Regions from separate parts of the Oryctolagus cuniculus genome. Here region 2 is linked to region 1. Evidence: chromatin contacts called from public Hi-C data. All regions are on one chromosome and are shown on one strand. Each heading gives the region's core, a stretch centred on a gene start, on an enhancer-like site or on the middle of the called end of the contact. The rest is flanking DNA. Distances are from core to core; before and after follow the strand shown. Region 1 has its middle 16 kb from the start of RTN4RL2. Region 2 holds the start of SSRP1 (structure specific recognition protein 1).

Region 1 (4,196 bases), core at 561-3,060:
AGGGCCAGGAGGGGACCTGTTTCCTGGCAGCTGGAGCTGGTACATGCTTTCCCCTGCGGGGCGCAAGCTGAAGAGCAAGGGTGGTGTGGCCCTGAGACTACCCCGGGTGACCTCTGACAGGATGGCCAAAGGAAGCAGCAGCCGCCAACCCAGAGCTGCCTGGGGCCTGAGGAACCAAGCCGGGGGAAGGCAGGCAGCCTGGCTCTCAGCTCCACCAGGGCCCTGTTCCTTCAGGAAAGCGGGGTAGCTCCCACCTCCCCCTGCAAGGAGTGGTGACTTAGCATTTGCAGTCCCAGTTAGCCCAGACATAGCCTTGGGCAAATCTGAAAAGGGCACCTCCTCTTCAGGGAGACGCAGCCTGTGCCACAGAAAATACCTTAGTGATGGAGCAGGAGCTACGGCTGGATCTCAGCTCACATTTGCCTGGTTGGCTGAGTGTTCTTGTTCAATGTACTACGTGCACAACTGTACATAGCAGCTCTGTGGACATCCAGTCTCTCTGCCTTGGCTCTTGTGGGGTGTAAGCATCAGGGATGGAGTAGGTCAAGATAGGCAGTTATCCTGTCAAGCTGGAAGAGAGACCCCCCCCAGGGGATCAGAGAGATAGGAATCCTGATTTGGGGTGCATGGTGGTGTAAACAGAGACTTCTTCATTCATTCTGGTGTGTGGAGAGACTGGGGGGACAGGAAAGAACCCAGGCTAGGAAGGGGAGAGTGAGTCTAAGCAGACAGCAGTTGGACAGGGTGGCTTGCATTTAGGGTTAAAACTCTAGCTTGGGAGGGAGGTGGGAACCGGACAGAGGAGACCCAGGTGCTAGGGCTTGAGGAAGAGGGAGGCTGAGTCGGTGACTCTGGCTGGGGAAGTCGGAAGAGTCGACCTCTAAGGCTGGAAGCAGGTAGACTTTGGCTGGGGGTGGGGGTGGTGAGATCAACGGGTCAGGAACCCAGGGAGCTCCGTGTCAGGCCTTCCAGGGGCCTGTGACGTGGGAGGAGGCTAAGGACTAGGACTGGGGGGCCAGCCAGGCAAGAGCTCCGAGGGAGAAGGGCCGGCTGGCCTGCCTGCCACAGCCTGGGCAGGGGGAGGGGGGATGCTGGTAAATGAGAGGCAGGCTGTCCAGGTCACAGAATTATCATTGTGAAATATTCATGGGCCCTCGGTCCAGATGCTATTTCCGAACAGTGAGCGCGGGGAGGAGGGTGTGAGCCTCAGGAAGAAGCCTAAAGCAATACCACGGTCCAGCAGCCCCACCCCCGCCCCCAGCAGCCCAGACAGACCCACAGACGCCCATCTCCTGCACACCCACGCGCTCACACACACAAAGCAGAGAGCTATGCAGCAGCACGTGCAGGCACGCCAACCGCCCACGGTCCCAGATGTATCCCCAAGCACCGGTGTGCAGGCACACCAGCTCCACCAGGACCAGGGCAGAGCCCACCCCTAGGGATTTCATCCTGCCCTGCACCCCCCAGCCTCTGCAGACAACCCAAATTCCCAGCCTTCAGCCACACACCCTGAAAGAGCAGGGACCATCCAAACGCCCCAGTGCTCAGGACAGAGAGGCGGAAGAGACATCTCCCAGATTCCCCCAGCCCCAGGAAGAAGCAAAATTCATTCCCCTCCCTCAAGCTGGGAGTGTACCCCATTCTACCTTCTTTCCCTGGGCCAGATACCCAGCCTAGTTGCAGCTAACGCCTCTCCTTGTCTAAGCTCCCGAATCTGTTCAGTTACCCAGTCGGTCCCCCTCCTGGCCCCTATCCATCCCTCCCTTCCTATCCCCCCACCTCCCTTGCTCTAGCTACTCATTACCTCATGCCTAGAATATAAAAGAAAATAGCAATAACCTCCTCACTGGTTTCCCTACACTCAGTCTCTCCCTCCCTCCCACCCAGCCTGCCCACGGAGATCAGATTCATGAGACCAACTCCTGCATTATGTCATCTTGTCACTCCAGAACCTGCAGTGGCTCCCCACTGCCTGCAGGTTAAAGGGAACACCCTTCAGCAAAGTGTCAGCGATCCTTCAGGGTCCAGTGCTAGGCTTTTCTCCCGTGGCTGGAACGGCCGTGTCATCCTGACCCTCCGTCGTCACACGCCTGACATCCACGCCCTACTTGGAATGTGCCCCGGGCTTCCTCACTAAACCTCTCGGCAGATCACTGAAGCCAGGGCCGTCTGCAAGTCCAGGGCTGCCCCTCTCCCACCAACCGCGGCATCTTTGCCCTTCAAAGCCACAGAGGCTCCAGCTGGGGCTCCCTCCATGCAGACAGCTGCCCTCCACTGGCCACCTTGGGAAGCACAGCCAAGCTTCAGCCTGCGCTGAACTGAGGGCGAGCATCTAAGCCGCGGGGGAGAGGCCCGCGAGAAGGGCGCCAGATGACAGGGTTTATAAGCCCTTAAGCCTCTAAGGTTCTTACACCCAGCGCCGGGGGAGGCAGCACTTCCAGCTGGCTCCCTACTTCAGATCCCTAATCTGTGAGCGAGTGCCTCGCCCGTGAAACACACACAGGGCTCCCAGGACCCCCTGCAAGGGAAACTGGCCCACCAGACTCTTGAGAGGCCAGGAGGCCAGGGACAGGCCAGGTGGCAGGCCCGAGGTCCAGCCGGGTCAGGTTTCTGCATGAATTTTTAATGCTTGCAGCCAGACCTGTCAGATGTTCCGAAACCTGAGTGTCTTCTCTCATTTCCACACAGGATGTCCTTCCCATCCCACTGGGACAGGGAAGGCAGGCCTGGGCCGGCTATCCAATCACCTCTGGAAAAAATATTTGGGGTGTTGTGTGTGTGGAGGGGGAGGTAGAAGGCTGAATGACCCAATTATTCTCTCACCTCCTGGCTGTGTGATCTTGGGTGAGTTGCTTAACCTCTCTGAACACAAGAGGTTTGGGGGTTTATTTGCTTCTTTGTTGGGGCCAGTGCTGCCTGTCTTGACTGAGTCTGCGTGGAAAAGGGCAAGAGCCTACGGGAAGACGACCTACGTGGCTGTCATTGTCATCTTCCCCCAAGTCTTTCCCGCCAAATCCCCCCCCCCACGTTGTCTCTGGCTCCTTCTTTTGCAGATAGGGACTTTGGTTGGCTCTGCCATCCCCACCCCCCCCCCGCCCCCACCCCAGGCCCATCTCAGAGTCCTCTGGCCTTTCCTGGAACTTCAGAGAGAAGCAGGGTTGGTGGAGCACAACAGGGCGGACGGAGGGAGTGAAGTTCGCAGAAGGGACTGAAGAGGGCCGGGGAGGGAAGCCCCTGCTCAGAGACAAGAGGAGGCCAGGTGTGGACCCCCCCCCCCTTTTCATCTTCCTCTCCTCCCTCTTGCAGCTTTCTGGAGACCCGCCTGGCACCCTCCCGCCAGAAGCAGAGGCCCACCCTAGGCAGGTGGGCAGGGGGCGGGGCATTCAGGAAGGTGTGCGGGTGAGGGCTCTGGCAGGAGGCTCCGGCCAGTCTTCCCAGCCCACCAATCCCTGGCACAATCCTTCTGAAAATAAGGACCTTTTGCATCTGATTTAAGCGGGGAGCGGATTCCTGAGCCCCTCCCCCACCTGCCGAATCAGCCCGGGACTCTGCGTTTGTGACAAGTGGAGGTGGGTTATGATCCAGAGCCATCTCCTCCTCGGAGGTGGTGGAGGTGGCGCGGTCCAAGCAGGGCAGATGGGATAATGCTTCCCCTCCACACACAGTGGGGGTTCCCGACAATACTCCTGGGGGTCCGCGTGATGCTGGGGGGTGGGGTGCGGAGGGATAGCAGGTGTTCGAGGGAAAAGAAGGGGTCCTCACGCCAGAGACTGGTGAGCAGCAGGAAAAAGAGACGCCTACAGGGTGTGCCCACCCTCCTCTTCGAGGCCATCCGACATGCAGACATGCAGAATCTCGGGCTGGGACGTGGAGACGCTGAACAGCCCACACCGGGTTCTAGCGGGGAGGGGCGGAAAGGAAACTTTCTATCACCCGGCACCAGTGGCCTTGCCCGCCGTCCAGCCCCGGGCCCTGGCCGCACAGCACCCCCGGCCACCCCAACGCAGCCCCGGCCGGGCGCCGTTTCATCCCACCTCCCACCCCGCCTCAGGTCCCAGCTCATCCGTCAGCAGCGATGACCCCTCCTCTGTCCGTGACCCCTGAACTCGGCCCTTGGCCCATTAACCCTTGCAACCCGGGCCGCTCCCTGCGGGTCTGACCCCGCCAGCCTGCCCCGCCGCGGGGGTGCCAGG
Region 2 (4,196 bases), core at 826-3,325, 130 kb before region 1:
CAAGCCTCAGGCTCCCCCCACGTCTGCATCGACAAGAAGCCCACCGAACCTGGAGTTCCGTAAGGGCGGGGTGCCGGGGCTGTTTGTTCACGCTGCACCCCGAGACCAGGCACAAAGCCTGACACACCACAGGTGCATTGAGCAACCCACCCGACAGGAAACCGGAGACTGTGGCAGAGGAAGAGAATAAGAAAGGCTGCAGCCCTTGATCCTACCTGCTCCCCAAGACTCACCTCCAAACTTCACCGTCCCCCAGTTCCAGCCCTTCACACACAGGTCCTTCTCCATTAGCTCAAGGCGATAGTGAGTTTTGAAGAAATCAGAGAGTTTCTCAAACTCCTATGAGTGGAAGGGAGAAAGTGCAACCACAGTCAGCTCCAGTGGCCTTAACCGACACGAATGTCCTGACATTACCTATATCCAAAAAATTGCCCCAATAGGACTTCTACCAAAAAATCCATGCAGGGAGCTGGTGCTGTGGCACAGCCTGCAGTGTCAGCACCCCATAAAGGTATTGCTTCAAGTCCCAGCTGCTCCACTTCTGAACCGGCTCCCTGCTAAGGCGCCTGGGAAAGCAGAAGATGGCCGAAGCCCCTGGACCCCTGCACTCACATGGGAGACCCAGAAGAAGCTTCTGGCTCCTGGCTTCAGCCTGGTACAGCCCTGGCCTTTGCAGCCATTTGGGGAGTGAACCAGTGGATGGAAGATCTCTCTCTCTCTCTCTCTCTCTGTAACTCTCCCTTTCAAATACATAAATAAGTCTTAAAAAAAAAAAAAAAAAAGTCCATGCTGACTCAGCAGCTCAGCTCTGAAATGGTTTAAAAGGTTGTGGAGAGAGGCTGCTCCTGGGAGCTGGACCTCAGACTAGGGGAGGAGTAAAGAGAGGGACTGGCATTCCTGTTTCTGGACCTCACCATGTTATCTGACTTCCTAAACTTTGTGTGTTCATTGTTTTAATAGAAGTGGACATTAAAGTTAAGTCTTTCACTCAGAACAGTTTAAGAGGGAAAAGCAAAGCCTGAACTAAAGCATCCAGCTAAGATTCTGAACCTGGATACGAGCAAACAAGCAGAAAGCACGATTTAAACCAGAACAGTAGGAAGCAGATCTTCTGGAACCAAAACACAGAAAAGCTGTGAACGCTCTAGAACACTCAGAGCTGACCCACTGATTGCTCAATGGCCTCAATGGCCCTGCCCAGGGAGCCAAACCAGCACCACGGGGGCTACCAGAGGGAACCTCAACTCCCTCTAGAAGACTAAAAGCAGACAGGATGGCACGGTAAAAAGGGGGCTCACGGCAACAGGGCGTCTCACCGATTCTCGGAAGCCGTCATACTTGTAGACGTGGCCATTCTTCGTGAGCAGTTTAAGTCCGTGGCCGAGAGCCACCCGGCGCCAGATGCCCTCCGTCAACTCCCCAGCCTGGATGTTGTCTACTTTGCCCGTCTTGCTATTCTTGAAGATAATTCCCTGGCGACTCAACCTCAGCCGACCGTCATTCTGTTGGGAAAGTGAGCCCAGATGCACGGGGACAGTACAGACCGTGTCCTGGGTGCAGCTCTACCCAGCATTCACTTTGACTGCCAGGTGATCAGGGCAGGAGCAACAGCTGAAGCGAGGACCAGTAAAGAGACACAAGTGTCCAGGAAGTCTCGGTTCTGCACCTGGCTCGGGCATCCAGAACCTGCGCAGGCCATCAGTCTCCTCGTTTGAAACACAGAATAGCAAATACGGTCCCTTCACACCCTGAGATCCTACAACTCTCGCGACTTTTCAGAATTGCCTTTTATTGGGGGGAAACACCAGGTGCACGTTATACAGAGACTTCCTTTTCCCAGTAGAAACGTCACCAGGACAAGCTCTCGTTCATGTACATCAACTTTAGCTCGCTCCCTCCTTCCATCTCTATTAAAAACGCAAGCCCTTCTCACCATGGAGCCTTTCACCTCCTGATAGACATCGTTGAACTCCAGTGTCTCTGCCATGTTGACCTGCCCCTGGTGGCCTGGGCAGAGCCCTAGGCCTCACAAGGGAAACCGAATACACTGGGCGCTGGGCCCCAAGTCCTGGGTGAGTGTGCAGATGGTCAGCAGGTTGGGAATCTGAATTCAAGAGAGAGTCATGAAACGCAGCGCCGCGCTCTGCTCACGGATGGAGCCAGGTGGCCGCCCCTGGGGGTTCACAGACTCTCCTCTGCCCGGGAACCAACAGGCCGGCTGTGCCGTGCTCCGGGGGTCAGCCCCGGTAATCCCAGGCCCGCAGAACCACCCCAAGCCAACACCCTCTCTGCGCGCCACACCGGGAGCCATGGTAACGAGCAGCGGAACCCCAAGGCCTGCCCGCAGCGTGCACATCTCCCGCGCCCCAACCCAGCTCAGAGCGCTAGGTTCCATCCTGGCCCTCATGGTTCTCCCCTCCTGCTAAAATGGATTCGCCCGCTGCCTGCAGATTCGAACGCGGAACGGCCCATTCGGAGCGTCCCGCGGGGGAGCGGGGCCCAGGGACGACGACCACCCACCTCCTCAAGCTGCAGCCTCGCGACGGGCCGGGCGCGGGCGGTGGGCGCTTCGGGGGATGCGGGGGAGGGGGGCGGGGACGCGGGGAACGGGAGTTAGCTGGGGAAGCTTTTCCCGCGTGCGCGGCCCCGCGTCCCGCCACCGGAAGCCGCGCACTGACCATCGAGAGGATGAGCTGGCTAGAGAGACGCCAACCAGGCCCGCCGCAGAGACAGTCGCCTAGAGCGACGGCGACGCTGGAGGACCCGAGGCCGGGGCGGTAGCGGTGAAGTCCGACTGACTAGAAAATGAAGGCTCATCGGGCTTCTTAGAACGTTGCGGACACGTCAAGCGGAGACTGGATCCTAAAGGGAAATCGTGTACCGTGGCTTTATTTTTGTCAGATTTCGGAGGTTGGGGGGTTAATTTCTGTAGGGGTTAATTTCTAGGGGTAGAAAGGAAGCTGTGGAACACGAAGAAAAATACCTCAGAGTTGCGGAGAGAAACGCGTGCGGGCGTTCGTGTCCTTTGTGGCAGGCCTGCTGGCCGGCTGCCCCCTGCTAAGTGGGATTGATCCTTTCTGAAATGAGTTCACCGTCTACACCCAAATTCTGCACCTCTGTAACCGCAGTGGCGCTGGTAGTGACTGGCAAATGGCAGGATCGAGTTCGAGCGCTGGTGTCGGGTTCACCTTAGAGCCAGAACTGATTGGAAACCACATGAGCTCATCTTGGAAGAGGTGCACCTTGCAAAATCAGAGCCGGCCTGAGCTGGGAGAGAGGTTTGGAGTTTATCTCCTCCAGCCTCCTGCGGAGAGCAGTTGCCCAGCGGCTCTGGGAGTCGGCCACCCAGGTGGAGACAGGAAGCCGCCTCGGACTCCGGTCCCGTTCTCTTCTGCTGTAACCACAGTGGTTTTACGTCCCGAGCCACTGAGCCCATGTGTCCTGCAGAAAAGCATTCGTTACACGGGATATTTAAACTCAAGATTTCCCTGACGCTGGTTACACCAGCTTGCTAACTCAGTCCTGGGATAAGAGACAACACACCGTTGCCCCCACCACCACCCCAAAATCATGGCTTTTAACCTCTGGGTAGTGGCTATTCTAACATTATCTGAATATAAATTCAGTGTACCGGGGGCTGTAATTAATCCAACACACTTCTAGGATTTCAGTGAACAAGCTGAAAACAACTCCAGCCTTCCAGGGAAGCATAATCCAACAAATGACCTGAGAGTGTGTATATCCATATAACTGCTATATATATATATATATATATATATATATATATGTATGTATATGTATATATAACTGCTGTATAAGTTTTATATATATATGTATATATAACTGCTATGCTACAGGTAGAGCTTTAGCTGTGATCAACTGCAGTTTAAAAATATGTGACTCTATGCTATTTACTCCCTCCCAAGAGATCCAGGAAAATATTGAAGACACACCCTCCCCCCCAACTCATGCTGTTGGAGGCAACTCAGGGAGGGAGGGGGTGGCTGCAGAATTGGGTGGAACGAGACAGGCACTCACAGATGAAAGGGGCTACCCAGTTCAGGCGGATTATTAGGTGGCTGGGGGATGGGGCATTTGCAAGGGGCTTTAGGGAGAGCTCACAGCAGCTGGTGAGCTGGGATGAGGATGCAACAGAAGAGATCGGAACAGAAGCGATAGACAGAGTGCAGATAAAA

The links. Hi-C and Micro-C count contacts between places; a contact is called where the count stands out from the background.
Region 2: a contact with region 1 is called in a Hi-C map of embryonic fibroblasts, with 3 times the contacts expected there. The contact joins the promoter of SSRP1 here to the enhancer-like site in region 1. A contact is called at or near these places in 4 of 6 Hi-C or Micro-C datasets (ear pinna, embryonic fibroblasts, skin fibroblasts and 1 more).

The regions. Positions count from the first base shown.
Region 1 is chr1:14,649,830-14,654,025 of mOryCun1.1, reverse strand. No RefSeq gene overlaps it. Among named protein-coding and RNA genes, the nearest start is that of RTN4RL2, 16 kb to the left of the region's middle. Within about 2 kb of position 1,810, at least 1 of the 8 cell types and tissues checked has an H3K27ac peak or open chromatin away from gene starts, as enhancers often do.
Region 2 is chr1:14,783,371-14,787,566 of mOryCun1.1, reverse strand. SSRP1 (structure specific recognition protein 1) reads right to left here and starts at 2,075. Exons shown (of 16, transcript XM_070070311.1): 1 at 1,934-2,075; 2 at 1,317-1,502; 3 at 234-339. The coding sequence starts at 1,987. P2RX3 (purinergic receptor P2X 3) reads left to right here and starts at 3,435. Exons shown (of 12, transcript XM_051854032.2): 1 at 3,435-4,196.